Linked DNA regions of Ovis aries: region 2 is linked to region 1. A link is a contact called in public Hi-C data. All regions are on one chromosome and are shown on one strand. Each heading gives the region's core, a stretch centred on a gene start, on an enhancer-like site or on the middle of the called end of the contact. The rest is flanking DNA. Distances are from core to core; before and after follow the strand shown.

Region 1 (6,059 bases), core at 604-3,103:
ATCCCTCCCAGCATCAGAGTCTTTTCCAATGAGTCAACCCTTCGCATGAGGTGGCCTAAGTACTGGAGTTTCAGCTTTAGCATCATTCCTTCCAAAGAACACTCAGGACTGATCTCCTTTAGAATGGACTGGTTGGATCTCCTTGCAGTCCAAGGGACTCTCAAGAGTCTTCTCCAACACCACAGTTCAAAAGCATCAATTCTTTGGCGCTCAGCTTTCTTCACAGTGCAACTCTCACATCCATACATGACTACTGGAAAAACCATAGCCTTGACTAGATGGACCTTTGTTGGCAAAGTAATGTCTCTGCTTTTCAATATGCTGTCTAGATTGGTCATAACTTCCCTTCCAATGAGCAAGCGTCTTTTAATTTCATGGCTGCAGTCACCATCTGCAGTGATTTTGGAGCTCAAAAAAATAAAGTCTGACACTGTTTCCCCATCTATTTCCCATGAAGTGCTAGGCTTCCGCTAATGGCATTGCTGACCACATATATAAGGACCAACGGGTCTCAGAGACAGTGCTTAGCGCCAAGCCAAGCAGCTCTGTTTGCTGAGGACATAATGTAAACTCTCCCTTAAGATCTAGCCTCTGCATCTGTGTTGAAAGAATGCAATCAGCAGGAAAGCCAGCCAAGGGCTGAATTCGCCCGCTAGGTGGCACTATGACCCAGAGAACAAACTCGGCTAAGTTAACTGGGAGCAGTAACAACAACTCAAAGTTGTCCCATTCCTTCCAGCTGAGTGGGGAAGCAGAGTTAGGGATGGGAAACCGGTATTTTAACAGCCCACCGAACTGCCCTTTCCACTCCCAGAGCGAGCTATGCCTTCAGGGAAGGGGGGTGCACAGAGGACCACACACCGGGTTCACTGACTCCCCCAACCCCTCAACCCGCAGCGCTCTCCCTTGGCCCACCCTCATCTCAGCTCTCAGAGCAGCACAGCCGCTGCACTGCAGCAAGCGCAGCCCTGATGCGATGGAACCACCACAGGTACAGCTGCTGGGTGGGCTTCCACGAGCGATCAGGAGGCGCCCATTTCAAGGTACAGAACTCCCTCATTGGGGTTAGCAGCCCACATTTTCAAGTCCAGGAATTGGCTGGCTGTCTATAAAATAACCCAAGATGTCTCACTAGGGCCTCAACAAACCAAAAACCAATGCAGTTCAGGAACTCTTTCAAGTCTGTGTCTCCCTGCTGGCTGCCAACTCTGCCCAAGATACACATCAAAGATGACCCCGGGGCTCCAACCCAGGTTCTGTGGGCATGCGCACAGGCACTGAGCAGACACAAGGCTCTGGCACGGGAGCTGCAGCCGCTGGTTGCAGCCCAGGCAGGCTCCCAGGCGGCCACACAGCAGAGCAGCAGCCTCGGCAGAACCAAGTCTAGAGTTACAGACTGCCGGTGCTTCCTGAGCAAGAGCGAACGGGGCCAACGGTAACCTACAGGGATTTATCACTTTTTACCATCTCGTGGAGCATGTGCCCATCTCCAAGGTGAGATGCCTAATACAGCTCAAATCTGCCTGAGGGAAGAGGGCAGGGTTAGGGGCTGGACCACATGGAGCTGAAGCTGCCTAAGATGACCACTGCGACCAGAGCTCTCCTAGGTCCCATCTTGGACCGAGACTAATCAATAACTCGTCCAAGAGATGACATCACCTCCCATCAGTGATCACTCAGCATCCCAGCAGCCAGCAGGGAGTGAACTTCCTGTATGCTAATCAGGCCACCAAAAAGTCATGTGACAAAGGCATTTCCCTCTTTGGTCATGTGACCCTTTAACTGTGCCTTCCAACGTGAAAACCATGGCAACAGCCAGTTCTAACCAGTTTGTGACATGCAGCCTTCATTTTGAGAAGTGAGGTAGGGTTCAGGTGCTGTCAGGAAATGGAGGCGCCAGCTCGCCCTGGGGCTGCAGGGCTGCAGGCACTTCCTGAGTGGCCCTGGCCCACAGGGGACTGCTCGCTTGTTACAGGGACCTGGGTCGCCTCTTCCGAACGCAGAAGCGCCACCAGCCCCCACTAGTCTCCAACAAGGAAAACTTTCCTAAAGCTCAATTTTAACACAAAGGTACTTCAAGTTTCTCAGAACTTTCCCAGCGAGCTCTTTTAATTCAAGGAAAAGGATACTCATTTGACAAAGGCTCAAAATTATCGTGGGCATTCTTTTCCTAAAAAAACGTTTTCTAAATTATAAAACCATCTAGGCCAACATGCCAGGGAAGCAGTGTAGTGGCCGTGTATATTATCTCGGTCCAGGGAGGCTGCCAGGGCACCACATTTATTTGAAAGCTATGATTTCAGGGCAAATGCATTAAGCCTAGCCCGCCCATCTTGGGAATCCTGATATAAATTATTATGATCAGAAGAGATTTTACGTGACCTGGAAGCAAGCCAGGCTGTTCGTGAAAACGTTCTCACTACCTCCCTCCCTTGAATGCCAGCCGAGGCTAAACAAACAAAAATTCTGTTACATGCCCGGAACTTCCGTCAAGTTCCCTGGAGATTAAAACTTAACTTACAACCAGATCCCTCCATTCACCGCACCACCATCCCAGGTGCTTACCCAGCAGTGGTCAGTGCGGGGTAACGCCGAGTGTCTCACGGGCCTGTGCCAGGGGAAGCCGTTTCCACCAAGGGAGCGCAGCCCTGACCTTTGCTGTTCTCCATACGCGCCTGCCTGATGTCTGGGCAAGGTGCGCTTGACCCACACCCATGCCTCCATGTTCTCCCTCCCTCCTAGCTGCTGGGAGCCAACCTAAGAAGTGGGTGCCGTGTCCAGCAGCGGGGAGAAACCCCTGGATAACAGCAGTTCTGTCTTTAGGGTCAGCCAGGAGGGACAGGGGCACGCGGGAGCAGACCACCGCCCACCCGGCTTCACCAGAGGACATTACTGCCCCAGACTTGTTTGACCAAAGCCTGCGTTTTTCTAAGATCCCTGAGATGCCTGCACACACGAAGTCGGGGACAACTGCGGGCCCAATGAGGCCTCAGGACAACAAACTGCTCCTCGGGGCTAAGCAGGGGGAGAGAAGCAGGGCTGGCAGCCACCAGTTCCTGCCAGAACCCTCCCTCCTGCCCCCATCTTTTGGCCCCAGCTGGGTGAGGAGAGGCAGGTAGTTGCTAACCGTTTAGGGGTGTGGGGGAGGCTTTGCTAGACCCCGCACCAAGCACACACTTGTCTTGGCCCCACCAGACCCTCTGCCAGGGCATTCCTCCCACTAGAGCCCATTCACACCTTCCAGCCCACAGGTCTCTCCAGTCCCCAACCCCTGAACCCCAAACTCCTGCTGCTCCTGAGCTGCCCCCACCTTCACCACCACCCACTGCAAGGAATGTCCCTCCATCATATTCTCATCTCCCCTGTGACAGACCCAACGCACGCTGGAAGAGGCACTTCTTGAACAGCCCCTGGAAGCACAGTCAGCACCACCCCACTGCACTCAGGGGACCCGTCCCCCAGCGGCACGCAGTCGGGGGAAGGCTTCCTAGTTCTACCCCCAAACTGCCCACCCTCAGCAGGGAGCTCAGGGCAAAACACTGGGGCCTTCACTGAAGGGCGGCAAAAGCCTGAGCAGAGGCCCTCCCCGGCCAGAACCCAGCTAACTCACCCCTCACCTCCACAAGCTCGTCCAAGGCCAGCGCCCTGGCGTTCCTACAAGCGGCCACCCTCCCTCAGCCTCCCAGGGTGACACTGCCACTGCCCACTCGACAGGCGGGTGCCCCAACGCAGGGCTGGGGCCAGGGACCAGTGTTCCCACTCAGACCCTCTCTCCAGAAGGGTGGGGCACTGCAGTTCCCGGTGATGGCCAGGATGTTCCCAGGGCGCTGTGACAAGGGCAAAAACAGGGGTCCAGCCCTGGTGCGATGCCACAACCCCGGAAGAGGGGCTGAGGCCTCCTGAGCCAGAGGGGCAGGCTCTCCTCCTGGCACCACGCTGGCTGGTGGACAGGCCACAGGGCCTCCTCCCAGAGCAGGCACGGTGCACCAAGCCTGCACGTGCTGAGGGAAGGAGGGGGTCACATGCCTGCAAAAGTGCCCCACTTGGTCCTGCTTCTTTCAAGTGAGAAACCCAGGGTAGGACATTCCCTCTCTGTGCCTCCTACAAGGTTGGGGACAGTAATTCCTGCCCTACTGCCCTTCAGCTTTGCTGGGTGAGGTGAGACCTCAGTGCCAAGAAGGTTCAGATGCTCTAGGAGGTCACTGGGGCAGCCTGGGCCCCAACCTCCCGAGGCAGTAAGGAGCTGCTCGCTGTGAAGGAGAACTTGGCACAGCGGACAATCAGGTAACAGCTGAATATTCCCAAACCCAGTGAAGACAGGTGTTGAGTCTGCTCTCTGGGTGCTCAGGTGACGTCCCTGGTGTGCACCAACGTCCCCCACTTCCCTGTACCTAGCTCCAGGAGAGTCTGAGTTCACGAAGAATCCGCAATGCCTGTAGACTGACCACTGTGCGCCTGTGGGCACGTCTTTCCACATGCACAGATACTACACTGCTCAAAGATGTGCAAGCTCAACTCAGAAATCAAAGGATTCCTGAATCGTGTCATTATGTGTTTTCAAGCACCAAGCCCTAGAAATCCACTTCCTGTGAGCTCAGGACGCTGGTGGATGTTAACGAGGAGTCCCAACACTCCTAGCTGACAGAACGCTGTGCAGAGGACCACTGCACCACACCCTTAGGAGGCCGCCCACTCAGGCTGCAGCACGCCCTGCAGGCAGCTCGCTCCCTGCGGCTTGCAGTGAGGAGCAAAGAGGAAGCAGCGACGCGAGCTTCTGAAGCAAGGTCACAGCCTCAAAAGATTCTCCTTGGGCCCTGAGAACATTTGCTGAGAGACCACCCCCCACAGAAGGACGCCGAGCTAGCTGGCTAGAGGGTCACAGAGACAGACACAGAGATGGCCCCGGCACCCCACATGAGCAATAAAGCCACTGGAGAGGAGAACCCAAGAAGCTACACTCAGCTGGGACCAGTCAGCCAGCAGAGCGGACAGATGACGCTATGCCATCACAGGTACTTTACGCCACCCGACTCCTGGGGCTGGCAGCCCAGCTCTGCCCCCGAGAGCTAGCCAATGCCAGGGTAGCTCTACGGCCTCCTGCAGACTGTCTTCAACAAGGCTGGCCACTCCAGACACTACACTACCCTGGGAGTGAGAAGGCGGGAAAGAAAGGGCTTATCCAAGTAACCACCCCTGCTGAACCTCAAAGCCCCATCTCCTCCCCTGAAAGGACCAGCAGCAGTTCTCCGAACACAGAGGGTGCCCCGGGGCAGACACCCACTCAGGAGGGGATTGGTGTACAGCTCAGGGTCGGCCCGGCCCGTCCCGGGAGAGTAGGGGGCCATCCTCAGGCCTGGGAGCCACCACTGGAGGCTTCAGGCACTGCTGGGAGGGCTGTCTGAGCCAACGCTGGAAAGCAATTCCATACACTTAAGCCAGGGAGCACCCCTATTTCAGAAGCACTTCTAGGAAAGTTCTGAAGAGAGAAAGGACGTCTATCACCAGTTTCCAGGTTAGTCCTACTGCCTGGCAACGTTTCCCTGGCAGTTTCCAGTGGCACACTGCTCGTCTCAGTGGACACACACCACTGGGGTCTTTCACAGTCCTCTGGGCGTGAGAGCTACTCACTGGGACCCCACCACACGGCACCTTCCCTTCCCAGGAGGCCCCATCCACTCAGACACGCTCAGCGTTATCAGAGAGGGAACTGCCTCATGCAGACACAGGCTGCGCCCTGAAGCCGGACACTTGCCTGCCCTGGGGGCTGGCGGGCACTGACGAGTGCGGGGTCCCTGCTGCACCCCCGGAGCCCACCTGCTCCCCGCTTGCCCCAGCTCTTCTGAGACTCCCTCAGCTCCCCTTCTTGGCATCCATTACCACTTCTCCCAGCCCTGTAACTTGACACCCTGTTGGCTGGGATGTCAAGACAAAAGCCCAGAGCCCGCTTTGTGGGGGCAGGAAGTCAGAATACATCGTGCTTCTAGGCCACAGAGGCCACGGAGGTGAGCAGCTGAGACGGGAGTTTTGAAACCCAGCCATAATTCTTCCTGGAGACTCCA
Region 2 (5,741 bases), core at 1,149-3,648, 250 kb after region 1:
TTTTCAAGAAACCCATGAAAACACCCCTTTTGTGCTATCACAACACACAGCCCAATCGCAAGGAGATCCCAGACTCCAGGAGACAGAGACGAACGCAGGCATTTCTGAACCTCTGGGCCAGTGCTGAGGTGGAAGGAGGAACGGGGGTGTCAGGACACCAGATGGAAGGGGGATAATGAAGGCTTTTGGAGGAGGAGAGGGTATTGGAGACCGAGCTTGAAGCACTTCTACCCCTGAGGAGGCACCACTGTTGTCCCCATTTTTCACATGAGCAAACAGGCTCAGAGGAGTGAAGTGACTGGCCTGAGGTCACACAGCCTGTGGGAGTCAGAAGGGGTCGGAACCCAGGGTCCTTGAAGCCTGAAGCCCTACCCACTGGGAAACACTGCCCTTACCATGGAGGAGCCATCAAAGGCTTCCCCTGCTGACATTCTGGGAGAAGATATGGAGAAGGGAGACTTGGGGGAAGCAGCTTCTGTACCCACTTACCCTCCCACCCCTGTCCACCTTCCCTATCTGCCAGGCCTCGTCCCCCTCTCCAGCCCTTTCTATTCCAGTCTCCCCTGAAATCTCCCTTTCAACCCCCAGTCTCTTACTCCAGCTCCTAAGAGGGTCCCCTCATCAGAAAAGACTGAGGTCAAGGTTCCCGATTGCCCCAGGGGAGGATGTGGGCCCACACGGGCTAACACAGTCAGTGACGGGCGCACGTATAGGACAGGAACAGGGTAAAGGCGAAAAGAAGGAGCCATTATAGGAAACTGAATGACGGAAGAGGGTCTGGACGGGGTTGGGAAGGGGGTTTGGGAACGAGGGAGGTGGAAGCGGGCCACGCGGCAGGGGCGAGAGCGCAGGAGGGGCCCCAGCGGTGGGAGGGGCGGGAGGTGAGCCCCACGGTGGGCATCCTCAGCTGGCTCAGCTCCGGCTGCCCCCAGGGCTGCTCCAGCTGCTGCGCTCACGTAACCAGAGCCTGCCTGTTGCATCAGAGGCAAGCGGGCGGTCTCGGGTAAACAGAGCGGCCCTCGAGGGGCCCGGGGCTCCCTAGCCACCTCCACACTCTGCAGGACTTGTTCTGTGCCTTGGAGCCTAGGCAGAAGCTCCCAGCCTGGCCTGGGTCACCCGAACATCTGGTGTTGGGCACTGAAGGGCAACAAGGATGAGGTGGGAGAGGCAGGAAACCTGATGCCCACCAACCCTAGTTTGTTTTTTTCCCAAAGAAAAATCTGTTTCCAGGCTAGGGGTGCAAACTGCCCATGTTGCGGATGGGGAAACTGCTGTGTGGGGAGAAGCACAAGCCTTCCAGGACCTCTGTTTCCTTCCTCAGTGTCCCTCACATACTGATATCGCCACATGTCCCCTCCTGAGTCCAGAGGTCTGATCATCTGTTGTGTTCTGAGAATGACAGACAGCCACTGCAGCTCATCTACTCTCCCCTTTCATCTGCCCCAAATGGACCCCCTCCTCCTATCTCCAAGCCCTCCTTTAAAGGGCCCCCAGCCCAATCTACTTCCACTCACTGCTCAGGTTTCATCTTTCCCCACCAAAGAATGTTCTTCACTTTCTCTGCCCCCTTGCAAGTCCTCTTGGAAAAACTCACCAGTGACAAACTCTTACTCATGCTTCAAGGCCCATTACAAATGCTCCTCTTTGGGGGAATCCCTCCAGACTGGGGGCTTCTCCAGGATCACCCAGTCCAAAGTCATATTCATCCTGGAATCCTTTCCACCATGATTCACTCCCTAATCTTGCTCTGATCCCCCTCTGGGTCTGGGACCTGTCCTGGGTGGTGCTGGGATCCCAGAGAGGGGTCGAGTCCCGGAAGGTGACCACTTCAGGAGGAGGGTGCCCAGTTACCGAGGGCTCTGTTACCCTCCTGTCGAAGCATGTGGGTTACACATGCCGCTGCAGAAGGCACGCAGCTGGGTGAGGCCACAAGCGATCCCAGAAGCCTCTTCTGCAGTCCCTGCATCTGGGTGAGGGCAAGGGTCAGGGCTGGCTGCGAGAAGGTCTCTAGGTCTGGGGCCTCAGGGTCCCGATTGGAGTTATATTTCACTTAGATTGGAGTAAGTCCAGAGTAGGAGATAGCAGGGGTTACAGACAGGGTCCGAATTAGGGTCAGGCTCAGTGGTAAGGTTAGGGTCGCCCACTGACAGCGGGGGATGCCTGGCAAGTCTGATCCAGCCCCCTTCCGTGTGCCCATCCCTCATTATACTATTTCCCCATCTCATAGTCTTCCAGCGTCTGATTCCCGGTCCCGGAACTCCGGGGGCCCGGCCACGCCCAAGTGCCCGCCCACCGCAGCCCTCGGGCTCGCCCTCTATGCAAATTTACGTCGCGCCCAATCAGCTCCCAGGGGGCGGGGCCGCCGGCTCAGAAGGCCCCTGTGGCCGCCCGGCGCTCTGTCCGAGTTCTGAGCCGCTGCCGCCCGGTCAGTGCGAGAGGGTCCAGGTGGAGCAAGTGCGTCTCGCGTCGGGCCGAGGTCTGTACAGCGTCCTTTGAATGGCATCTGTGGGCTGGGATGAGTTTGAAGGTCCGAGGGTGCTGCTGGACGCGGGAGAGCTGTGTCTAAGAGGTTTGCAGCCCTAGGATTGTGAGTTTGAGAGGCTATGCGTCCACGGTTTGTGTCCAAAGGGTATATGTCCAAGGGGTGTGAATCTGAGGGGTGTGTTCGAGGGGCTTTTCAAGGGTTGTGTTCCTGAGAGGTTTGTGTGTCCAAAAGGGTGAGTGTCCCAGGGTTTGCATGTCCAGGAGTTATGTCTGAGGGAGTGTGTGTCATCGCTGAGAGGTTGTGTGTCCAAAGGGCATGCTACTGAAGGTTTCAATGTCAGTTGGGGAGTTGTGTGTCTAAAGTCGTGGTGCCATGAGACTCTGGTATGCGTCTGTGAGCTCCAGTGGTTTCTTTTCCTGGGGCACACCCCTTTGTGCATCCCGGAGGCCCCGGTGCACAACCACAGTCCCCTGCTTTCCTGCTGTGAGTGTGCCTTCGTGTGTCACGGCCCTGCACCTTCATGTGGCATGGCACCCACGTGTGCCTGTGACCGCCGTGACCCTCACCCACCCTGTGGGGTCTGCATCTCGTGCAGTGAACCAGGGGCCTCGGCTGGGCCCACAGGGCACCTCTGTGGCTGTGGGCAGGACCGTGGACACGGAGCCCTGAGCAGGGGACCACAAGTGCCTGGGCCACTTCCTCCCCATGCCTCAGTATCTCATCGGAGGAACAGTAGTCACAGCCCCCCGAGGTTGTCAGCATATGACAAACTGGTGGCCGAGTTATTGTCCTGGTTATGGTCCCCACCCTCTGTGTCTCTCAGGGTCCTGGGCAGTGGACTCACCAGCTGGAGTCCCAGGCTATTCCCTGTCCCCAAGCTGCATACCTGAGAGGTCAGACACAGATGAGGCCTTTTGCCTGACCCAGCTGAGAACCCTCACAGGAGGTCAGGACCTCTGGACCTTTGGCGCCTGGGGTTGAGCACTTGCAGACTCTTGAGGTGAAGGGAATGGGGTTCAAAAAAGTATTTAGACTTAGAAGGACAAGTGTGTGGAATTTGATCCCAAAAGTCAACGAGCTTTGGGAGAAAGCCTTGCTCCCTCCTGTCCCCATACCTGCCTTCCTTCACCTGTCTAAGTCCAGAAGTGAATCTTGGCTTCCAGGGAATGGAATTTGGGGACATTGAGGGTCCTGGGGTCTCACCTGTGACAGCTGGAAACTCACTATCTAGTCTGAAGCTGCCACTGCAGGAGCGAAGACTGAGTCCAGGTGGAAACACCCAGGCCCCTCAGAGAAAGGATGGGCTCCAGGCTGCCCCTCGGACCCTAGGAGAACAAAAGCCAGCAGTGACGGGCTGGCCGCAGCTTCTTCTTGCCCCTCTCTGTGTGACCTCAGACAGATCACTGCCCTTTTCTGAGCTCTCTGGATGCCCTTGTGACCTAAGCAATCTGAGCTCGTCTTACTTCCCATCTCCAAGTAATGATTGATTTCATTAAATCATTACCCAACCAGGCAGACATCTGGAAAATGCAAATTAGAGGAGAGAGGGAATTAAGGTCATTTGTCACCCTAACTCAGATGCAATGAGTGTAGACATGTTGGGGATTTGACCTTCCGGAAGATTTGAGGCACATAGGCACTTGCAGACAGATGTCATTTTTTGGAGAGGATTTATCACACGCCTGGGATCCTGTTTGGGGTAGCAGAGGTCACCCCTACCCAGGCTCATGAATCCAAGTCAGGTGAACACAAGGACTGGATCCCATTTCTCAGCACCCCCAAAGGGCTTCCCTGTGCCTGCAACTTGGGGGCCTTGTGAGGCTGCCCGTTGGCCCCAGGCAGTCCAGAAATGAGTATCTCAGACCCCACTAGTACCCAGGCCCACTTCTCGGACTGGGTTGGGGGACTGAGGGGGGCTGGGTTTGGGTGCAGCTGGACAGCCATGGGATACAAACCCACACTTGAATGAGGATCTGGGGTCCCACTGTGTGGCCCTGGGAAGGAGCCCACTTCCTGCTGTGTAAAACAGGGCGGCCACCTCCGCTTCACTGGGCTATCTGAGTCAGGCTGGTCCTGTGTGTAAATGAGGTGGAGTGTGGGCCCCGGGCAGACAGCAGGCACCCAGAAACAGGAGGTGCCATCTGAACCATGACCGAGTGGAGTGCTGTGAGCCCCATCCAGGCCCACCTCACCCCACCCTGCACCAGGGGCCAAGCAGGCCTCAGGCCTGTCAGCTTCCCTGTCTGACCCCATCCAGGTTCATGCTCACTAGAGGTTGAGCTGGGGGTCTGCAGAAGGGAACAGTGCAGGGCAGCTGTCACCACGAGTCACTGCGGCGACACAGGCCTGCCTCTGTCCCGTTTCCACAACCAGAGCCTCATCTCCCGCTGGACGCTGCCCTGCACCTAAAGGGCTCCTCCTCACAGCAGCCGCTGGGGCTGCTGAAAATCCAGAATCATACCGCAGTCCCCGCCCCCCGCCCCAGGCTCGTACACCCTCCAGGACTCAGTTGCTCCGCAGTCCTCTCTCTCACCCTGATTCCCAAGTCCCCTGTGGCCTCCCTGCTCCCCTCTGCTTCTGGCTGCCCATTGCTCACCCATTCTCAGCAGTGCCAACCTCCGCCATACCTGGAACCCACCTGGCACATGCCCACCTCCGGGCCTTTGCACCTACCATTCTCCACATCTTTGCAGGGTTGGTGTACTCTCCTCCTTGTGGTTCCCTCCTCCTTGTGTTTCCCTTTTCAGAAGGCCTTTTCTGGCCCCGCTGTTCAAAGCAGCTTTCTCTGCACCACCTCCCCTCTGCCTCCCCCTGTAGAATTCCAATGTTAAAGTCTTCCTGACACCGTGATGTGTCTGTCGTCTCCCTCACCAGACAGGGCAGCGCAGAAGGTCAGGCTGGGTCTGTCTCCTCCCTGCCCTTGTATCCCCAACAACTTGGTGAGCCATAGACATTTCTGGGGGAAGAAAGTGGGGACCAGGGACACCCCAGGGGCCCCAGGGTGGGTTCGCCACTGGCTGCATCTCTGCTCTGCTGGGATGTGGGATGAGTCCCTTCCGCCCAGCTCTGACAGATGTGTTAATTTCCCAAGCAGGGAGGCCCAGGCCTCTGGGGATGAATTTCTGGGGCCCTATGGGGACATCTTTCTCTGGAACAAAGAGAGAGAAGCCTTGGGCCGTTCCTGAGACTGCCACTGCAGCTTAGGGGACATCACTGGGGCCCTTGGACTGGGCGAGGGCCCTGACTTGTGTGAGAT

The links. Hi-C and Micro-C count contacts between places; a contact is called where the count stands out from the background.
Region 2: a Hi-C map of liver shows a contact between it and region 1, with 4 times the contacts expected there. The contact joins the promoter of MEF2B here to the enhancer-like site in region 1. A contact is called at or near these places in 3 of 16 Hi-C or Micro-C datasets (hypothalamus, liver and tail adipose tissue).

The regions. Positions count from the first base shown.
Region 1 is chr5:3,649,283-3,655,341 of ARS-UI_Ramb_v3.0, forward strand. The region is part of intron 2 of GATAD2A (GATA zinc finger domain containing 2A); the gene reads right to left. Among named protein-coding and RNA genes, the nearest start is that of TSSK6, 22 kb to the left of the region's middle. Within about 2 kb of position 1,854, at least 14 of the 54 cell types and tissues checked have an H3K27ac peak or open chromatin away from gene starts, as enhancers often do. A contact at or near this core is called in liver and tail adipose tissue, where this site is marked.
Region 2 is chr5:3,898,062-3,903,802 of ARS-UI_Ramb_v3.0, forward strand. MEF2B (myocyte enhancer factor 2B) reads left to right here and starts at 2,399. Exons shown (of 9, transcript XM_042249577.2): 1 at 2,399-2,587.